Regions from separate parts of the Sus scrofa genome. Here region 2 is linked to region 1. A link is a contact called in public HiChIP or PLAC-seq data. All regions are on one chromosome and are shown on one strand. Each heading gives the region's core, a stretch centred on a gene start, on an enhancer-like site or on the middle of the called end of the contact. The rest is flanking DNA. Distances are from core to core; before and after follow the strand shown. Region 1 holds the start of EEFSEC (selenocysteine-specific elongation factor). Region 2 holds the start of TPRA1 (transmembrane protein adipocyte-associated 1).

Evidence for each region. HiChIP or PLAC-seq counts read pairs in DNA pulled down with a chosen protein or histone mark.
Region 2: an H3K27ac HiChIP or PLAC-seq map of skeletal muscle shows a contact between it and region 1, with 3 times the contacts expected there. The contact joins the promoter of TPRA1 here to the promoter of EEFSEC in region 1. A contact is called at or near these places in 1 of 47 Hi-C or Micro-C datasets (retroperitoneal adipose tissue) and 1 of 2 datasets of contacts at active chromatin or transcription factors (skeletal muscle).

What each region holds. Positions count from the first base shown.
Region 1 is chr13:72,194,702-72,198,926 of Sscrofa11.1, forward strand. EEFSEC (selenocysteine-specific elongation factor) reads right to left here and starts at 1,644. Exons shown (of 7, transcript XM_021069440.1): 1 at 882-1,644. The coding sequence starts at 1,176. It overlaps RUVBL1 (ruvB-like 1), which reads left to right and starts at 1,518. Exons shown (of 11, transcript XM_021069443.1): 1 at 1,518-1,647.
Region 2 is chr13:72,658,638-72,662,853 of Sscrofa11.1, forward strand. TPRA1 (transmembrane protein adipocyte-associated 1) reads left to right here and starts at 2,943. Exons shown (of 11, transcript XM_013982015.2): 1 at 2,943-2,973; 2 at 2,976-3,066; 3 at 3,202-3,334. The coding sequence starts at 2,943.

The DNA.
Region 1 (4,225 bases), core at 394-2,893:
AGATGGGAGGAGTAACTGAGGACCCTTACCTGGTTTGTAATGTTCTTTCTTCACAAGTAGAATTTATTCATGTACCACCAGTATATTTTAAATTAACTAAATGATACATCTCAGAAGGCACCCCCCCCCCAGCATCTCAGCTGCAGGAGCTATCCTTCCAGACACATAAGCACACCCACCAGAGACATTTGTTCTAGAAAACTTGCTGAAGCTTTCTTACCAGAAACAGGAAATGACATAAATGCCCATCATGAAGAGATTAAGAGCAAAGAGATCCTGATGTATAGCACTCGGAACTCTATCTAGTCACTTACGATGGAGCACGATAATGTGAGAAAAAAGAATGTATACATGTATGTGTAACTGGGTCACCTTGCGTACAGTAGAAAATTGACAGAACACTGTAAACCAGTTATAATGGAAAAAATAAAAAAATTTTTAAAAGATTAAGAAAAAGATGGTACAAGTGTACAATGGAAATTCATGTGACCTTTAAAAAGAATGATGTCTCTTTATATGTACAGATAAGATACCCCGAGTATTGAGTGAAACAGTGTAAGTGGTGTTAACTATTCTGTTAAAAAAAATAAATAAGAACAAGAGGAGGGGTTGACTTATACACGGGCCTGCCTGTCTTCACACGGAGTCCCTAAGACTGGCACCCAGACCGGGAAAGCAGGAGACTGGGGGCAGTGAATGGAGACCTTCTGGGCACTTTCTGTGGTCCTGAGTTGCCCTAACTCGTGCGTGTATTACAAACACATGTGGTACAAACGAAACACTTTCGCTGTTTCTAGAGAGGCCCCTCCTGCTGGGGTGGTGCGAGGGGCTCCCGCGCCGCGCCCCCCGCCCGGCAAGGCGCCCCCGCCGTCTGTGCTCACCGCCGATGATGGTCCGGATGAGGGAGGCGTGCCCGGGGCAGTCGACCAGCGTGATCTGCAGCTCGGCCCCGGACTCGGGCTCGGTCCCCGGCGGCGCCGGCCTCAGGCGCTCGGGCAGTGGCACCGAGAAGCACGAGAAGCCCAGGTCGAGCGTGATGCCGCGCTCGCGGCTCTGCGGCTGCTTGTCGAAGGCCGCGGTGGAGGCTGTTGTGCTGAGCGCTCGCGCCAGCGCGGTCTTGCCGCTGTCAATGTGGCCCAGGACGCCCACGTTCACGTTCACCCGCCGGCCCGCCATGCCGCCGCCGCGGTCCGCCAGCTAAGCCGACCCCCGCCGCCCGCGCCCCGCTCGTATGTTCCGGCGCCGAAGCTTCCGCCCGCCGTCCGCCGCCCGAAGCCGGGGAGCCCAGAGCTTGAGGCGCCGTCCGCCTCTCGCTCAGTCTCCGCGGTCTCACTTCCACTCGTTCATTCTCAGGGCCTCGCGGGGACGGCGCTCTCCCCGCACCACGTGGGCGGGGGTGGGGGGCGACAAACAGGGACCGAAAGCCGAACCGACCGCTGCTCGCACGAGAAGCCCCCGGGAAAGTAGAGCCCAGGCGGCAGGACTGGAGCCGGGGAGGCGGCTGGTGGCGAAGCTGAGGCGCGCGGCTCAGAAGAGCCCGCGTGGAAAAAACTGGGGAGGGCCGCCGGGAAAGGACGGCTGTTTTCCCGACGCGGCAACACGCACCCGGGTCAATGGCGTCCCGCACAGCTCCAGGCCGTGTGTAAGGTGCGTGCGCGCGGGGGAGAGCCCACGAATCTCACGCTTTTCAAGTGTTATCCATAAAAAGTGTCTCCCCGTCAGCAACAGGGATCACAGCTTTAAATGCTTGCACTGGCCAGGCAGGTGCCTCACAGGAGAGGCGTCAGCAGGCTATGTCCTGTGTAGACCCGGGAGCCCCTGCTCAGCTTCAGCCAAGGGAAAGTGGGCGAGAATGCGAGCTGAACATTGCCTCATCTTCTCGATTTCCGAGAGGAGAGAGCGTTTCCATATGAAATCTGAGGAACACATGCTTTGTTGAGCCATGAGACTTGGGGCTGTCTACCTGCCCTGACTTATACCTAAGCGCTGGCCAGCAGCAGGGCTGGGGCTTTAACACCAGGTGGGTCTTCCTGCCTCCACCTCCCATAGCCGCTGGCTCCAAGCCAGGTCCTACCCCAGCAGCAACCTGGGCATGAGCCTCCCGTTGAGTCCAGCCCTGTCTCCACAAGTGCCAAGGAGATGGCAACTCTGGGTTGTCTGAAACTCAGCCAGATGAAGACTGTAGTTGGGGTTGGCTGTGCCCCTGCACCAAGCAGAGAAATAGAGAGCCTGGCTGGGCAGGTGTGAGTCATAAGCTCACTCCAAGGTTGCAGGGGAATGCCCTGTAGGAACTGGGGCACTTTTGCCAGCAAAATGCAGGTCACATCAAGCCCCTCCTGTGTCCTTTGTCTCTATCCTGGCTTCTATCCCAGTGAGGCAAGTTTGCTTTAGATCAGGCTGGTGCTCTGGCACTCTACCCGTCCTAGCCCACTGAGGACCCCTTACATGTCTTTGCTTGCCCTCAGCCTGGTACATGCAAAGGCTCCATAACTGTTTCTTGAGTGGACCCACCCCTGAACCTCCAGCCCACAAAGACACTCTCCTCTGCAGCAGACTCCTGGGTCGCAGCCTGGATTGTAAACCTGGACCCCAGGCACTGAGAAATGATTGACAGGGAACTGCCTGCAGAACTATGATTATTTGGGATTTGTACTTAATGTTCCTTTCTGTTTCTTTAATGCCATTTTGTACTAAAGTAGTTCAAAGTTCTTTACAAACAGCTAGTAATTAATTCAACTTCATTAAGGCCAATTAATCCAGGATTAATTATAAATTTTCCCAGAGGAAGTTATTATACTTTGCTCTTTGATTTGAGTTTTGGCTTTAAAGATTCTTTTAGGAGTGAAATGGAAATTTCTCTTTTCTCTGAGGGTATCTACCTTGCCAGTGATTGTGTTAACTATGTACCTTCCTCCACACATCCTCTACTAACCTTGGATTAGGTTGTCACCCTGGCAGCCCGTGTGCTCTGTGGCACTCCTAGCACTGAACAGATACAGATGTCCCATCAGCTGCAGGGTGGGAGCCATGCCCTGGGCCCACCTCATGCCCTGTTCCTTCCAGCTATATATGGACAGAACAGTGTTCTACAAGCTCTGTGAAGTCTACCATGGTCAGCGGTCCCTCCTTCCTCTTCTGTAAGACTCCTCAACTCTCCTCAGAGCCATCACACTCTCCTCCAGGTTGCCATGGGGGCTGACCCCACTCTAGCTCAAGGGACTGGAGGTGAAAGGCCAAGGGTCATGGGAATGAGAGTGAGAGAGCTGGCAAGTGAGGGCTGTCACACAGCACAGGCTGGAATGCAGCTATCCACACCATTTCTTGCCCTGCAAGGACAAGGAATGTCACTGCACAAACCCACGGATGCAAACTTAAGCTATTTTTAGCCCCAATGTCAGTGCCTTTTTTAAATGGCTGCACCCATGGCATATGGAAGTTTCTGGGCCAAGGATTGAGTCTGAGCTGCTACTGGGAACTACACTGCAGCTATGGTAATGCCAGATCCTTTAACGTACTGCACTGCACTGGACCAGGAATCAAACCCTTGCCTCTGCAGCAACCCGAGCCACTGAAATTGGATACTTAATTCATTCCCCACAGTGGAAACTCCCAAGGTTGGTGCCATTCGCATTGCAAGTGGGGCAAGGCTTGATTTGGGAAAGTAAAGGATTTCATCAAGAATCTGTCAGCTTTCCTTTCCTTTGTGCTGACTTCATTCTCAGGCAGTCTTCCCATGAAGTGGCAAAGTGAACTGGAAGCTTGGGACCCAAGTCTCTCCTTAAATTTCCAGTAAAAGTGCAGGACTGAGTGTCATTGGACTGTTTCCAGACTAATCAGCATCTAGGGGAGGGGGGATACTATGACAGGCCAGGCCGGGGTCCTGTGTCCATCCCTGAAACAAAGCTAAGGGTAGGAGTCAACCCATCTAAACTACTTGAATGTAAAGTGGAAGAAGAGTGGTTCTCTAGAGGAAACTAGAGTGAAAGTGGCCAGAAGAGATTACAGAGGGTGCTGGAGGAAAAATAACCCATGTCCACTGTTGTGGGCCTCACCTATCTTCATGCACCTTGCACACCTTGGACCCTGACCTGCTGTGTAGTCTTCTGTTGAAATGAAAGGAACTGTCTCGCTCTGCAACCAGGCCCAGCTTCTTTGCACACTGACCTGGGTCTAGGCCCAGGAAAGACATTTGCTCAATGTATGATCTTGGACCAACTCCATCTCA
Region 2 (4,216 bases), core at 1,693-4,192, 470 kb after region 1:
TGCAGGGGTGGAGTCAGCAGTACCTAAAGCCTGTGGATGGACACTGGGGTGCTGAGCTTCCCCCACTGGAAAATGAGGTCCTAGACTTGCTAAGCCAAGAGAAGCCCTCTAATAACCCCCACCACTCTATCCGGCCCCTCCTGTTTCTGCCCTGTTCATCTTCCTGGATTTTCTTTGCCACATGGGACAGAGGCAGGACATCAGGCACCCCTGGCTCTGGCCCCTGTGTCACAAGGGCACCCTGTCCTCCCTCTCTGACACCACTGGGTCACTGTAACAGACTCAGCTTCTGGAGCTGGGGAGGGGTCCCTGTTCTGAGTGCAGGGTAGCAAGGAGGGTCCAGCAATGGAGGAGCACCTTGTTAGCAAAGCAGAGGGGACAGTGCCGGTCTTGCCACTGCAGAGCACCCAGAGGCTCAAGTTGGAGCCTGACATCAGCCTCTCCTGCTCTCTTCCCTCACCCCTACATGTCTGTCCACAGACCTCGCTGACTGGCCCTCCCAAAGGCGTCCCAGATCCCTCCCTCTACCCCCACTGCACCACCAGTAGAGCCACTGTCCTCCCTGGCCCAGCCTGGCCTTCCTCTGTCCCCCTGCCTCCAAGCTCCCTGCTTCGGTGCACACAGGAGCGGGCCCCATCCCCTGCTTTCATACACCCTTCTCCCAGCATTTAGAGTGAGGTCATGATGCCCCGTGTGCCCTGGCGCTGCCCCCCTTCTCTTACAGCCTGCTCTTTGCCCTTTGAACAGGCCAAGACTGTCCTGCCTCCTGGCCTTTGCATTCACCACTCTCTCCCTGGGGTGCACTCTGTCCAGGTTTTCCCCAGTCTGGCTCCTTTCAATTGTTTAGATCTCAGCTCAGCTGTCACCCTGTGTGACAGCCTAGCCCGAAGTGGCTCCCCTTTGTACTCACTGGGATTCTAGCTTGGCTGCTGAAACAAAAGCCAGGATAACAAGAGAGATCATTCCCATCTGTTGCCTGCAGTCTGTGCAGGCTATCCAGGATGTGCGTGGAGGCCCCCTGTGTCTGAGACCCATGCACCTCTTACTATTCTGTTACCCTAAGTCCATGGCATCTGTCTCGTGGCTTATGTTGGCTGCTGTTGCTCCCACCACCACATCCATATTCCAGCCAATGGGAAGGGAGAACGGCACGACCTGAAACTGGCAACCCTTGCTGCTCATATCTAGTTGGATAAAACTTGCTCACGTGGCTATAGCCAGCAGTGAGGGAAGCTGGGAAAGTAGCCACTGTTCTGGGAAGCCATGTGCCAGCTAAAATCCACGGGCTCTGGTACTAAAGGGAAGGGTGGCTGTTTGGGACCCCAGCAGTCTCTGCTGTTTCCTATCACTCTGTTCCACTCCTGTTTTATCCTTTGCACTTATCTAAGAAGTTTGCTTTTTAAGTTCGGGTGTTCATGCTGGCTGTCAGCCTCTTCTCTGAGGATGGAGGCCTGAGAGGGCTGGTGTGTTCTGGCCCCTGGGTTCTCCCAGCTCATGGCAGGTGATTGACAGCATGGGCACAGGAGGAGGAGTGCAGGACTAGGGACAGGGAAGTGGCCAGCGACCTCCCTCAGACTTTCTCTGTCGGGCATGCGTCCTCCCCTTTAATATTTCCCATTGTTGGTATATCCTCAAGTGCCCGGTGGGGAGGTGACTCCAGAGCCAGGAGGCCTGCTGGAGAGGGATGGAGGGTTCTGAGCCTCGGCCTCATGGGCCTTATGTTTCACAGCTTGCTCAGTGCTGAGCTGTCCCCGCAGCCCAGGACTGCTGCAAACCCCTCCCTCCTGTAGGAAGTGTCCTGGGCTCCTTGCCGAATGGAGACCCTGCACTCCTAGAGTGCTAACAGGACTCAACTTGGTCATTTAAAAAAATCCACTGAAGTATAATCCATACAGAAAAGTGCTCGAATCACAGGTGCGAGGCTCTATGAACTTCGACACACGAGCACAGCCGCACCCCTGACACCCAGATGGTGCACCCAGGGGTGGCTCCATGCCCTCACCCTGCACAGGGTGCCACTTACCCACAACCAGCCTGGCTCCGCTTGGTGTCCTGGCTGTAGGGCCTGCATGTCACCACCTGTGGCAGCACCCAGTCTTTTTCTCCTGGGCTGAGGTCCACTCTGCACTGGATGCCGCAGTTGATGTGTGTTCTGCTGATGGTGGCATCTGGGCTGCCGTGACCATGCCCCTAGAAGTGGGGGCGCCTGGTCCAGAGGCCTAGTCTGTTAAATCATCATTTCAAATGCTGCCTGGCCCCGCACTCCCTGCGGATGTGCTGCCACTGTCCCCTGATTCCTGTGACCCTGGAGCCTGCCTCAGTTGTCCAGGGTGGCTCAGCTCTCTTTTCTCCTAGCTGGACTCTCACCCTCCATCACCCTGGCAGACACAGCCCATCCCTGCACTTGGAGATGCCCCCGCATCCTCCAGGGACAGGGCAGCGTCCTCTCTGCTTGCATCCGCCTTTCCAGGTGACAGCAAAAGGAGGCAGGGCTTGAGGTCCACCCAAGTGTGCACAATGTCTGGGCCTGCACCTGGAGGCATGTGCCACTTAGTGCCACCACAACCTCCCAGGGTGGACATGCTGTCCTTATCCCATCCCATGGTGGGGGAACTGAGCCATACAGAGGATTTGGAAGTCCAGCTGTGACATGGACCCTGGCTCTCCCTGACCCCCAGGGCTGGGGGCACTGGCTAGGTTATGCCGAATAGCCTGTGTTGCTGTGTATGACATGCAGCTCAGTCCCTCAGGGTGGCTTTTATTGTTTAGGGGTCACAAGAAAAAGCCCAAGGCAAAGGACTGGCCCTGTCAGGGGACTGGGTTGTGATGTGGGCGGGAGCGTCACATCCACCTCCCGCCTGGTGGGTGACACACCCAGGGCCACACAGCCTCTGTGCAGCTGATGTGGCGGTGTTCATCCCCCAGGACTGGCTGCTGGCGGGATGGCCACCCCGGAGGAGGAGATCTGGGCCAGCAGAGCATGGCACTGCCCCCACCCCTGGCACCCAACATCAGTGTGCCACACCGCTGTCTGCTGCTGCTGTACGAAGACATTGGCACCTCTCGGTGAGGCGGGAGCTCCTGCTGGCAGACTGGCTGTGGGAGGGGGCTCCCTACTGCGTGTGTGTGTGTGACAGTGACACAGGTGGGGTGGGTGCAGACAACCCCACCAGTGAGCTGCTTTCTGTACCCACCTGCTAGTGTCCGGTACTGGGACCTCTTGCTGCTCATCCCCAACGTGCTCTTCTTCATCTTCCTGCTCTGGAAGCTTCCGTTTGCTCGGGCCAAGATTCGTGTCACCTCCAGCCCCATTTTTATCACCTTCTATATCCTGGTGAGTTCATTCCAGTCAGTAACAGAAAATTCAACTCCAACTGGCTTAAGCAAAAAAGGAATTATTAACCGCTTCTGTAGCAAACACCAGCTTCAGATATGGCTGGATCCAGAGAATTAACTGATGTCATAAGGACTCTCAGCATCTCTGCTCCCCTCTGATGAGTTCCCTCCATATGGTATCTAAAGTAGCCGAGAACAGCTCTGAGCTAACATCCTGCTTCTGGCCAACTCCAGCAGAAGAGTAGCTCCTTGCTGATGGTGCAGTGTAGACCTGAATTGTGGCAGAGTGGCCCACCCTGGAAGCCCTGTTCATCCCTGAGCCAGGCTCTGGGACTAGCAAGGAAAGGGGCACTGGGGGCTGAGAGGGTGGGATTAGCTCATCCAGACTGCAGAGACTGAGGTGGTCCCAGCAAGAAAATTGGGGAACCCTAACTGGAAGGAAGGGGAATAGATTTTGGATTGGGGGAATGCCCACTGCATTCCAAACCTCGGCTGTGCTGAATGACCATGGGCCAGTGGCTTGGCCTCTCTGTGCCTCAGTACTCTCCTGCATGATGTGGTTTGGATTTGGTTCAGCTTGTGGTGCTCCTGTGAGCACTCAGTGAGACTTCACAGAGCTCCAGCTCTGTGGGGGCCTGGCGCACAGTGGGCAGGTGGCCCTGAGTGGTGTCAGCCTACCCGAGGTTGGACACAAAGGATAGAATCTGGTCTCTTTTGTTTGTATTTGTCAGAAAACCAAGCTTAAGCTCAGAGAAGCCAGAGGGGAAATGTTGATTAAAAAACTGACATTTCAAGGAGCCGGGTGTGGCTGGATCTCAGGCAGCTGTCTTCCTGTCTGGTGGCACTGCCTCCCCAAGTGGCCTGCCAGTGGCCCCAGCAC